Regions from separate parts of the Capra hircus genome. Here region 2 is linked to region 1. Evidence: chromatin contacts called from public Hi-C data. All regions are on one chromosome and are shown on one strand. Each heading gives the region's core, a stretch centred on a gene start, on an enhancer-like site or on the middle of the called end of the contact. The rest is flanking DNA. Distances are from core to core; before and after follow the strand shown. Region 1 has its middle 85 kb from the start of ERG. Region 2 has its middle 83 kb from the start of TRNAC-GCA.

Region 1 (5,370 bases), core at 903-3,402:
TATTTCCATTTACCAGATGAAAACACTGAGGCACTGTAAGTTTAAATCACTTGCCTATGCTGCTGCTGCTGCTGTTGCTGCTAAGTCACTTCAGTCGTGTACGACTCTGTGTGACCCAATAGACGGCAGCCCACCAGGCTCCTCCGTCCATGGGATTTTCCAGGCAAGAGCACTGGAGTGGAGTGCCATTGCCTTCTCCACACTTGCCTGTGGGCACCACTCTAATAATTGGCAGACATGGGATTCAAACCCAGGAAATCTACGCCCAGAAATTGCATTCCCAGCCATTTAATTTTTATGTAGGGGTTTTATTCTGGATATTTAATCAAGAACTCTGTACTGCTATTTCCCTTCCATTATTCTTTACCAGGAAGAAAAAATAGGTCAAGGACATTTTGGTAAACTGATATTTTTTCTGAATATAGGGGCCAAAGCTTAGACAAGTTTTCACATAATGAATTATTTAGGCATTTGGTTTTCTGAGCTCTAATTTAGTACTGGATCAAAATATCAGTGGTTATTTTTATTTTAAATTGGGTTATGGTATAACTTTGAGAAAATGACTACATTGTTTTCAAATAAGCATTTCTCTTTTTTTACTGACCGTGACTTTGTATTTCACAGAAGTGTACATCTCCTGTAAGGAATGCTTGCAGGTGGAAAAAACAGAGATTGGAGTGTCTTTTCTGTGCAGTCCTTATCCAATCAGTTACCCGAAAAACATTTGAACAACACATTTTCCATTTTTCTGTCTCCTCCAAATTGCGGGATGAATAGCTCATAACCCAACATCTGCATACACTCTTGGGGGTTACACGAGAGCTGTTTGGGGAGAGAAACCACACGCACAGATACATTCAAAGGGTGTTTCCTGGGGGAAAGGAGTCTGGTTTTCATTCTTAGCTTTTCATGTAGGACTTGACTCCTCCCAGAACAGAGAGCCCTTGTGGGTTTGAAAATGAAACAAAACTAGGAAATGACACTGCAGAGGATCTTGTTCTCTTCTTTTACTGCAAAGTCTTTCTTGAACTTGAGTGTTTCTGGGTGAGGTGCATGATATTCTACTCAATTTGTTTCATGATTCAGCCTCATAAAACATGGTTCTTGCCCTGGAGGATGCTGGCTTTTTCCCATTCTTTTCATTATTCTTCCAATTGCACCATTTTGAGCCACAGGGCTCTCTCTTTGTCCTTCCCTAAATTTTCAAGGAATGGAATGAAATTCTTAGAACTATGACTCCAATTACAGATTATTTAGAATTTACAAAGGAATCCAAATGAACATCTCTAGATAGTTTATTCTATTCTTTAAAAGGGTATATGTTTTGTTTACTGAAAAGACTAGAAAATGCTGGGACATTTCATTTTGGAAGTCTCTTGAAAAAAGTGTGCAGATTTAAGCTAAATGTACAGTCCTAGCTTTTAAGAGCACTTCCTTCCTCAAATTGAACTTTTTTGCCTATGTGCTCCAATTTTATTTTTTTTTTAGGTTTGTTTAAATAGAGACAAGAATCACCCATATTTAAGCAGCGATCTGAAGGACAGATCTTGTTACCGTGCTTACAAAAGGCAGTCATAATTTTGCAAGGTAACAAGGGGGAGGGGGGGGCGGGGGGAGGGGGTTGGGGAACAATCACTTTGAATTCATTTGCGTGTGAAAGGAGAACGAACTAACTTGACAAGTCCTCCTAGGACCTCTGAAAAGCGGAAATGGGGGTTGATGCTGAAATGCTGAATCCCAGAAAGACTCTCTAAGATTTGGTTTCGGATCCTCACTTTTATCTGCACAGCCTGGCTTAGGATGCATACCGGGCCGAAGCTGCTGGGTGCTCCCAGAGACCATGCCAAGCGCCCTCTTCCTCGCACGGGAGGGCCTGGGGCTCCCGCCGCCGAGCGGCAGTGGTTTTCACACAATTCGTTTCTGTTCGCACAGCTACACCAGGTGCTGCGCGGGGTCCAGGCTACTCCGGCGCCTCCTCTTACCCAGTGGCCAGATCTCCCTTTGGGCTCCCCAACTCCTTTTAGGTCTTTTTCTTCGGCTTTATGCAGAGCCATGTCTTCTGGGCACACTTTCCAGACGCTTATCCCATTCACCCCGAAGCGATGTTTCCGACCGTCTCAAGTCCACTCTCTGACGGTCATGTTTGGAAAGCGCTTTCAGGCTCCGCGCTCCCAGGCCAATTGAGAAGCAGCGTTTGCCTCGAGCGTCACCACCTGGTAGAAATGGGAATGACCGCCGCTTGCTGCTGAGGTTCAAAATGGAAAATGACTGCGGCGGCATTTCTAGTTTCTGTATTCTAAATATGGGGAAAAACCAAGATCATGGCACCTGGTCCCATCACTTCAGGGCAAGTAGAAGGGGAAAATGTAGAAGCAGTGACAGATTCACTGTTGACAATGATTGCAGCCGCGAAATTAATAGACACTTGCTCCTTGGAAGGAAAGCTATGACGAACGCAGACAGCGTATTAAAAAGCAGAGCCATCACTTTGCCTACAAAGGTTCGTGTAGTCAAAGCTATGGCTTTTCCAGGACTCATGTATGGATATGAGAATTGCACCATAAAGAAGGCTGAGCACCAAAGAATTTGCTTTCAAACTGTGGTGCTAGAAAAGACTCTTGAGAGTCCCTTGGACTGCAAGAGTGTATCAGTTCATCCTAAAGGAAATCAACCCTGAATATTCATCGGAACGACTGATGCTGAAGCTGAAACTCCAATCCTTTGGCCACTTGATGTGAAGAGCCAACTTTTTGGAAAAATACTCTGATGCTGGGAAAGATTGAGGGCAGGAGGAGAAGGGGACGACAGAGGATGAGATGGCTGGATGGCATCATTGATCCAATGGACATGAATTTGAGCAAGCTTCAGGAGATAGTGAAGGATAGGGAAGCCTGACGTGCTGCAGTCCATGGGGTCACAAAAAGTTAGGCACGACTGAGTAACTGAACAACAACAAATTTATAAGATATTAAGAGTGCAAGTTAAGAAATGATTTACTGGAGACTTCTTGGGTGGCTCAGTGGTTAAAAGTACAGCCTTCCATTGCAGAGGGCACAGGGTTGATTGCTAATATCTAAGATCCTGCATGCTGCATGGCGTGGCCGAAAAAAGAAAGGAATGTTTTACTGGTAGAAGTTTCTGACCAAAATGCATTTAAATATCTAAAAAGATGCATTAAACTTAGGGATGTTCTCAACATCCTAATTGGCATTGCCAGGCAACATAATAGATATCCAGGCAGTTGGAGTGGGGACAGGCCTGCAGGAAACTAGCTGGGCTCTCTCTCTGAGTGGGGGACTAGGACTGGATTAGACTCGGGGGGAGTTCTAAACCTGCCTCTGACAGCATCATTACGAAACCTGGGTAAATCATTTCACATCCGGGAGCTTTCTCCTTTGCTTAACAAATGTGTAAAGGGAATCAGCTAAGTGCTGGATACCAGGTAGTGTGTTGAGATAATAGGTGACAGGAGGTTGAGCTTATCTTGAGTTCACAGTCAAGGCTGACTTTTGAAAAATTATATGAAATTTCAAAATAAAAGTATAAGCAAATGTAAAAGGAAAATATCTAAAACACCTAAAAGAAGATGAATTATAGACGCCTCTTAAGCTCTTGAAGACCCTGCATCTGCTTGTAGTTTAGTGCCCTCTAAGCAGATGATCCTTACCAACCGGAAAAAGTTAGAGTGGAGAAAGCACTCATTTGAAAAGACACACGCACCTGAATATTCATAGCAGCACTATTTTAAGCAGCCAAGATGTGGAAGCAGCCTGAGTGTCCTCTGACAAACGAATGGATAAAGATATGGTGTGTATACACACAGACACACACACACACACACAGACACAGACACACACACACACACACACACACACACTGGAATATTACTCAGCCATAAAAAAGAATGCATGGGCTTAGTCACTTCAGCCAGGTCTGGCTCTTTGTGACCCTATGGACTATGGTCCATCAGGCTCCTCTGTCCATGGGATTCCCCAGGCAAGACTATTGAAGTGGGCTGCTGTGCCCTCCTGCATAGGATCTTCCCAACCCAGGAATCAAATCTGTGTGTCTTATGTCTCCCAGGAATCAAATCTGTGTCTCTTATGTCTCCTGTGTTGAGGCATGTTCTTTACCACTGGTGTTACCTGCTGCTGCTGCTGCTAAGCTGCTTCAGTCGTGTCCGACCCTGTGTGACCCCATAAACAGCAGCCCACCAGGCTCCCCCATCCCTGGGATTCTCCAGGCAAGAACACTGGAGTGGAGAGCTCATAAAAAAAAAGGACGGCATGATGCTAGTTTCAGCACCATGGATGGACCTACGGATTATCATACTAAGTGAAGTAAGTCAGACAGAGAAAGACAAATTCCACATGAAACCACTTACACGTGGAATCTAAAATGTGACGCAATGAACAGACACAGACTCTCAGACATAGAAAGCAAACTTACGGTTACCAAAGGAGAAAGAGGGTGAAGAGAGAGGGAGTAAGAGTTAGGGATAATGGAAGTGTTAGTTGCTCACCCTTTGAGGCCCCATGGACTGTAACCTACCACGCTCCCCTGTCCATGGGATTTCCTGGCAAGAGTACTGGAGTGGGTAGCCATTCCCTTCTCCAGGAGTCTTCCCAACCCAGGGGTTGAGCCTGGGCTTCCTGCATTGCAGAGAGATTTTTCACCCTCTGAGCCATCAGGGAAGCCCAAGACACACACTACTATGTTGTTCGTCGTTCCGTCGCCAAGTCGTGTCCAGCTCTTTGCAATCCCATGGGCTTCAGTGTGCCAGACTTCCCTGTCCTTCACCTTCCCCTGGAGTCTGCTCAAACTCATGTCCATTGAGTTGGGGACGATATCCCACCATCTCATTCTCTGTCGCCCCCTTCTCTTCCTGCCTTCAGTCTTTCTCAGCATCAGGGTAATTTCACGACTGCCGTCACCAACACTACTATATATAAAACAAGCAAACAACAAGGGCCTGCTTATGCTACAGAGAACCGCACTCCTCCTTATCTGGCAACAATCTGGAAAAGAATGTGAAAAAAATAATATACATACATATGATATAAATATATATAAAACTGAATTACTTTGCTAGATACTTGAAACTAACACAACATCATAAATTAACTCTACTTCAATAAAAATAAAACGGTAACACACACAGAAAAGTGAGAACCTTGTATATTAGATCTGCATTATATCTGTCTTTGAATATAACTGTTTTTCCCAAAGTGGCTGGAGAAAACAAAATTAAAGATCCAAGGGCTGAATTGCCATTTTTCAAAGATCATTTTTGATATGTGTTTGGATAAAGAAACCAGAAACTCCAGTTTTAAAAGGAGGAATGGGAACATTTTAATATGCAGCCCTTGC
Region 2 (5,370 bases), core at 1,241-3,740, 370 kb before region 1:
AAATAGCCTTTTACAGGCAGTAGAAGGCTGTCGCTCTCCCCTCTGTGAAATGAAACAATGTAACACAATTTCTCAGAGGCTTCTGGGTACATCAGGTTCCTTTTCAGTAAGCCATCATTTGCTCTGGCTGGGATTATGTGTTTTGTGATTTTTGAGTGTCACTTAGAAACTTTACGACAGCCAATTAATCTTTTGTAAAAGACCTGGTAAATACAACTGAGACTCCTCCCCGCCCCCCCACCCCGCCCCCACCTCCCAACTCCAGAGAACATTGAGATGAAGCCTGAAAGAGATTTAAAGGATTTAAGAGAGATTTTAAAAACTTTTTTTAAAGCAGGCTTTTTCTTTATTGAACAGCTAAAGGCAAAACCATCTGTTGCCATAGTGAGTGTCTTTGGAGGGGATAAAGACGCCAGCAATGAGTAAAAACGGCCTAAAATGCCCACCAAGATCCTGCGTCCTGGTTCCTTGTCTCACTGTCTTCTGGAGCTGCCTTTAGACAACCGAGGAGTAAATGACTCCAAGTGTTTGCTGGTGTTGCTGAGTGAGTTCAGAGCTTGCGTCTCTCTCAGGGTTCACAGCACTAATATCTGATTTGTTTGATGTCAGTTTCCTGGAGACAGAGATGGGAGGCCTCGGGTGCAAGGGCCAAATTTCCTCTTGGGATGACTTTTGACCTGTCCTTTTCCTTGAGGTCCTTGACACACAATACCTCCCTGTGTCATGCTGGGTCAGCTCACACCAGGAATAATTAAGCAGAGCTTTGCTGCCGGAAAACCCAAGGCCAATTTGGGGCTGTCATGGGCCATGACGGCCTCCAGTCAATGACTCCGGTTCCTGCCCCACCCCACCCCCACCCATGCATGGGGATTTGCCTGATTTCTGAGACCTACCTTAGGAACAGCCACGCGATCGTGCAGCTCTAGAATCTGACTTTCTGCAGCTCTAGAATCTGACTTTCGAGAATCTGCACACCGAACGGTGGGTTACAAGTTAGAATCCGTGCTCTGCCCTGTGCTGCGTCCCCACGAGGCTCTCTCTTCATAAGTACGATTAAGCTGAAACCCCAGTCTGCCATCTGTGTCTCTTTCGAACTCCCTTGCAGGTTTCAGATGGAGCCCAGTTTTGTAGTAAGGATCGTGTTCACTCTTCACGTCAATGTGCGGGAGATTCAGCGGCAGCTTAATGTCAGAGACAAATTCCCCAGCCCTGGCTTGGGTGTGTGGAGAAAGTCTCCAGATGGTTCTCTGAGGTTTTTCACCCCAGTTACTTGGGGGGTAGGGGTGGGGGCATCCCCTGAGCGGTCAGCCATGGACACTGCCATCACAGGTGGAGATTGCTGGGTGTCACTGACAGCCCCGCTCCCAAGCATAATGACCGGCAGGCCCCAGTGCAAGAGAGCTGGCATTTCTGCTACTGATGGAAACCAGATGTGAAGGGGACCCGTGTAATCACAAGAAAGCTGGTTAATGGTGGAGTGGGGAGGGGAGGCCCTGCCACTGAGCACAGGATTGGGGGAGGGCAGGCTCTGTCTTCCTCCTGTCTTTGAATGACGTCTCTTTCATCAGAGCTTTGAAATGCTGACACTGGCCTGCAGCCGCTTGTTCAAGGAATCACACTGGCAATTTTTGCATGTTTGACGCTTTCTTACTCGGAAGAAGGGGACAGGCTGGCAGAATCAGAGGATGCTTTTGCTTTAGAAATGAGGGTTTCGGGACTTTGTGACACAGGTCCTGTGTCGACCTGAATGCCATCGGGGACACGTCTTTCCAGCCCGCAGGGTGTCCAGCCCGCAGGGTGTCCAGCCCGCAGGCAGGCAGGCCCCGGCCCCTCGGGCAAGAAAGGGAAACTGCACACTCATGTTTCTTGCTTCAGTTGGAACCTGGTAAGGCTTGTCTGAGTTGCCACAAAGTTCACTTCCACTTCTGGCCCGCCTGTTTCTCTCACTTCCCCAATATCTTGTTAAAACCGCAGGAAAAAGAACACATTGCTTCTTGCCTAAGGTCATCTTTGGAAGAAGCACATTTGACTTTTAGAGGCATCAGACTTCCTGGCCTCGATGGAGAAACACAATTACTTGGTGAACTTTTGAGCTGAATGATCCCGGCAGAGGGACAGTACACAGGAGCCTAAAAAGGCAGAAAGGCCATGGGGAGGGGAGCGGGGAGCGAGGCGGAAACCAGGGCGAGTCCAGCTGCCCGAGTGTTTACCAAGACGGAGGCAGGTTAGGGCGCCAGGTCCTGCCGCGTCTTACTGCTGCAGACACAGGACCAACTGACCCGCGATGGCAGATCTTCCTTCTTTTTTGGGGGGGCATAGTCGTGTCAGGGGCCAAGTTCTGACCTGACTTTTAAGAACCTCTGTTTCACAGCCCAAGGCCTCTGCGGGGAGTAGGGGGGCAGCCTAAGCGTGCTCCGATACTCGGCAGGATCCCACTGCCCGTCTTGTGCAGCCCTTGTGGTCCACCTCGGTTTGCGGCCTCAGTTTCCGGGCCTCCATCGCGTCACCCGTCCCTCCACGGCTATACTCATGCTCCACCTGCCTGGGCGTGTGGTGTGTTCTGGACACCCCTGATCTCTACAGCCGGCTGTCACAGTGTCCAGACACCCTCATGACCCTCCACACCCAGCAGTGCCACCCACGCATGTCGGCACCATCCAAAGGGCACTCCTCCTTAGGACTCTAGCTCAGTTCCCTAGCCACCGGAGTGAGCGTGGTCCACCCTCCTCCAAAAGAGCGCTTTCAAGCCATCCTTGATCTGGAGTCCAGGTGCTGCACAGTCGTCCAGGGACCAGCTTGGTTTTCACCTCAATTTAACCACTTGGTACTCTGTCAGAGGAAGTACAAACAATAGATGTTTAACACACGTCAGCTGGAGGAACACATGGCTTACGTGGTAGGATCATCTTCCAGATTTTCTAGGAACCGAAAGAGAGTTCATCATCAAAAAAGAGCTTGGGGAGGCTGTGTCCCCAAAGAAATGTCCAGGAGGTCTGGCTGTCATATCAGAAATGGCAAGTGATCCATAGCCTTTGGAAGAGATGATGATTTGTTTGAGAATTCTGAGTCTAAAGAAGCCTAAGATTTAAGCTTTCTGTCCATCCATCCATCCATCCATCCATCCATCCATCCATTTATCCACCCATCCATCCATCCATCCATTTACCCATTCATCCATTTACCTATCCATCCAACCATCCATCTATCCATCCCTTTGTTCATATATTTCTCTCCTTTCATTTTTCCTCAATACTGATAAGAATATGAAAACAGGGAGCAGTCTCTCAGAACTATTTGAGGTGCTGTCTCCTGGGCTGTAGTCCTCATTTTGCCCCCAAATAAAACTTAAGCTTGCAACTTTAAAAAAAATAAAAAAGAATATGAAAACAAATCAGACAAGCCTCTAGGCTTGAGAAGCATCTAGATTTTCTTTTCTCAGATTTTTGTAGCTATGTGATTATTATTAGGAGAATATTCAAAAAATCGCTTAAAAGTAGGGGATAGATACATCCCTTAATGAAATGTTACATAGCCTTGAAAATGATGCCTGCCAAGGGCTGGCAATAATATGGAATATGGCATCATAGAAGGTTAAGTGAAAAAGTGTATACAGCATTCGAAATGAATATATTCAATGAAGAAGAGTCTGAAAGGACACGGATACATGTGAACAGCAGCTCGAGTGGTGAGGGAGGGGGGGTTCGTCCCCTTCACTCCATCTCTGTGCATTTCCTGTCTTGCCTAATGAGCTCATTCTCACTGAGCAAAATGGTGTTCCAGAAATTTCTACCACATTCTCCTTCCTTTCTTTGGACCCCTTGAATCATTTCAGTAGAGTTTGCTCCATATAGCAGGAAAGAGGTACTGTATCTAAAATATATGTACGTGTGTATGTATTTGGATGCATTGGATCTTGGCTGCATCACGTGGGATCCTTCATTGAGATGAATGGACTCTTTCATTGCGTCTTGTGGGCCCAGGAGTTGCAGCACGGAGGCTTTAATGCTTTGTGGCTCCCCAACCGGGGATTGAACCCGTGTCTTCTGCACAGCAAGGTGGATTCTTAACCGTTGGACGACCAAGGACATCCCCTTTCTTTCTTTTTTAAAGAAAGAGTTGGAAAACTTCATTTGAGCCAAATTTGAGAGCTATAACCCTGGAAGAGCATCTCAGAAAGCTCTGAAAACTGTTCTGATGTACTGTCTTTCTGTGATTAAAAGAAGAATGAGTGTGTATATAAAATAAATACATAAAATGAAACATAAATACACAGACACGTACATATAAACACATATGTGTGTGTGCATGCATGCTCAGTCACTTTAGCCGTGTCCCACTCTTTGCGACCCCATGGACTGTAGGCTGCCAGGCTCTCTGTCCATGGGATTCTCCAGGCTAGAGTACTGGAGTGGGTTGCCATGCCCTCTGCCAGGACTGTCCTGACCCAGGGATCGAACCCACGGCTCCTATGCTGTGGCAGATTCTTTACGGCTAAACCACCAGGGAAGCCCCAAGAACACATATATATGTATATATGTTCGTCTAGTCAGAGCTATGGTTTTCCAGTAGTCATGTATGGATGTGAGACTTGGACCATAATGAAGGCTGAGTACCAAAGAATTCATGCTTTTGAACTGTGGTGTTGGAGAGACTCTTGAGAGTTCCTTGGACAGCACAGAGAGCCAACCAGTCCATCCTAAACGTAAATCAGTCCTGAATATTCATTGGAAGGACTGATGCTGAAGCTGAAACTCCAATACTTTGGGGGTTTTTTTTTCTGTTTTACAATTTAAAAATGTAAAAACCATTCTTAGCTTGCAAGCAGTGGCTGTATTCAGCCCATATCTGTAACTTGTGGTTCCTGAATGCTAACCTGTACTATGCTTTCATGCTCAGTTCCTTGGCCACTTGATGCTAAGAACTGACTCATTGGAAAAAACCCTGATGCTGGGAAAGAGTGAAGGCAGGAGGAGGAGGGGACAACAGAGGATGAGATGGTTGGATGGCATCACTGACTCGATGGACATGAGTTTGGATAAACTCCAGGAGTTGGTGATGGACAGGGAGGCCTGATGTGCTGCAGTCCATGGGGTCACAAAGAGTTGGAGACGACTAAGGGAACTGAACTGAATTCATATGCATATTCTTTTAATTTTTTCCCCAATGCTTCTATTTCCAACGAAATTAAACGTGGGTGGGCTTTGCTGCTGGGCCCCTCTGGACCCCCTGCTGGGAGCCTGGTGAGAAGCCCAAAGACTTCAAGTCAGTCACTTGAAGGAGCATCCTCTCACCTGTGGCCAAACTGAAGAACCCGCTCTCGAGGTCCTTCCTCCGGGAGACAGTATTAAGAGGCCCATTGGCAAGCATTAA

What was found. Hi-C and Micro-C count contacts between places; a contact is called where the count stands out from the background.
Region 2: a contact with region 1 is called in a Hi-C map of blood, with 4 times the contacts expected there. The contact joins two enhancer-like sites. A contact is called at or near these places in 3 of 5 Hi-C or Micro-C datasets (blood and liver).

The regions. Positions count from the first base shown.
Region 1 is chr1:150,964,738-150,970,107 of ARS1.2, reverse strand. No RefSeq gene overlaps it. Among named protein-coding and RNA genes, the nearest start is that of ERG, 85 kb to the right of the region's middle. Within about 2 kb of position 2,152, at least 4 of the 5 cell types and tissues checked have an H3K27ac peak or open chromatin away from gene starts, as enhancers often do.
Region 2 is chr1:151,338,706-151,344,075 of ARS1.2, reverse strand. No RefSeq gene overlaps it. Among named protein-coding and RNA genes, the nearest start is that of TRNAC-GCA, 83 kb to the left of the region's middle. Within about 2 kb of position 2,490, at least 1 of the 5 cell types and tissues checked has an H3K27ac peak or open chromatin away from gene starts, as enhancers often do.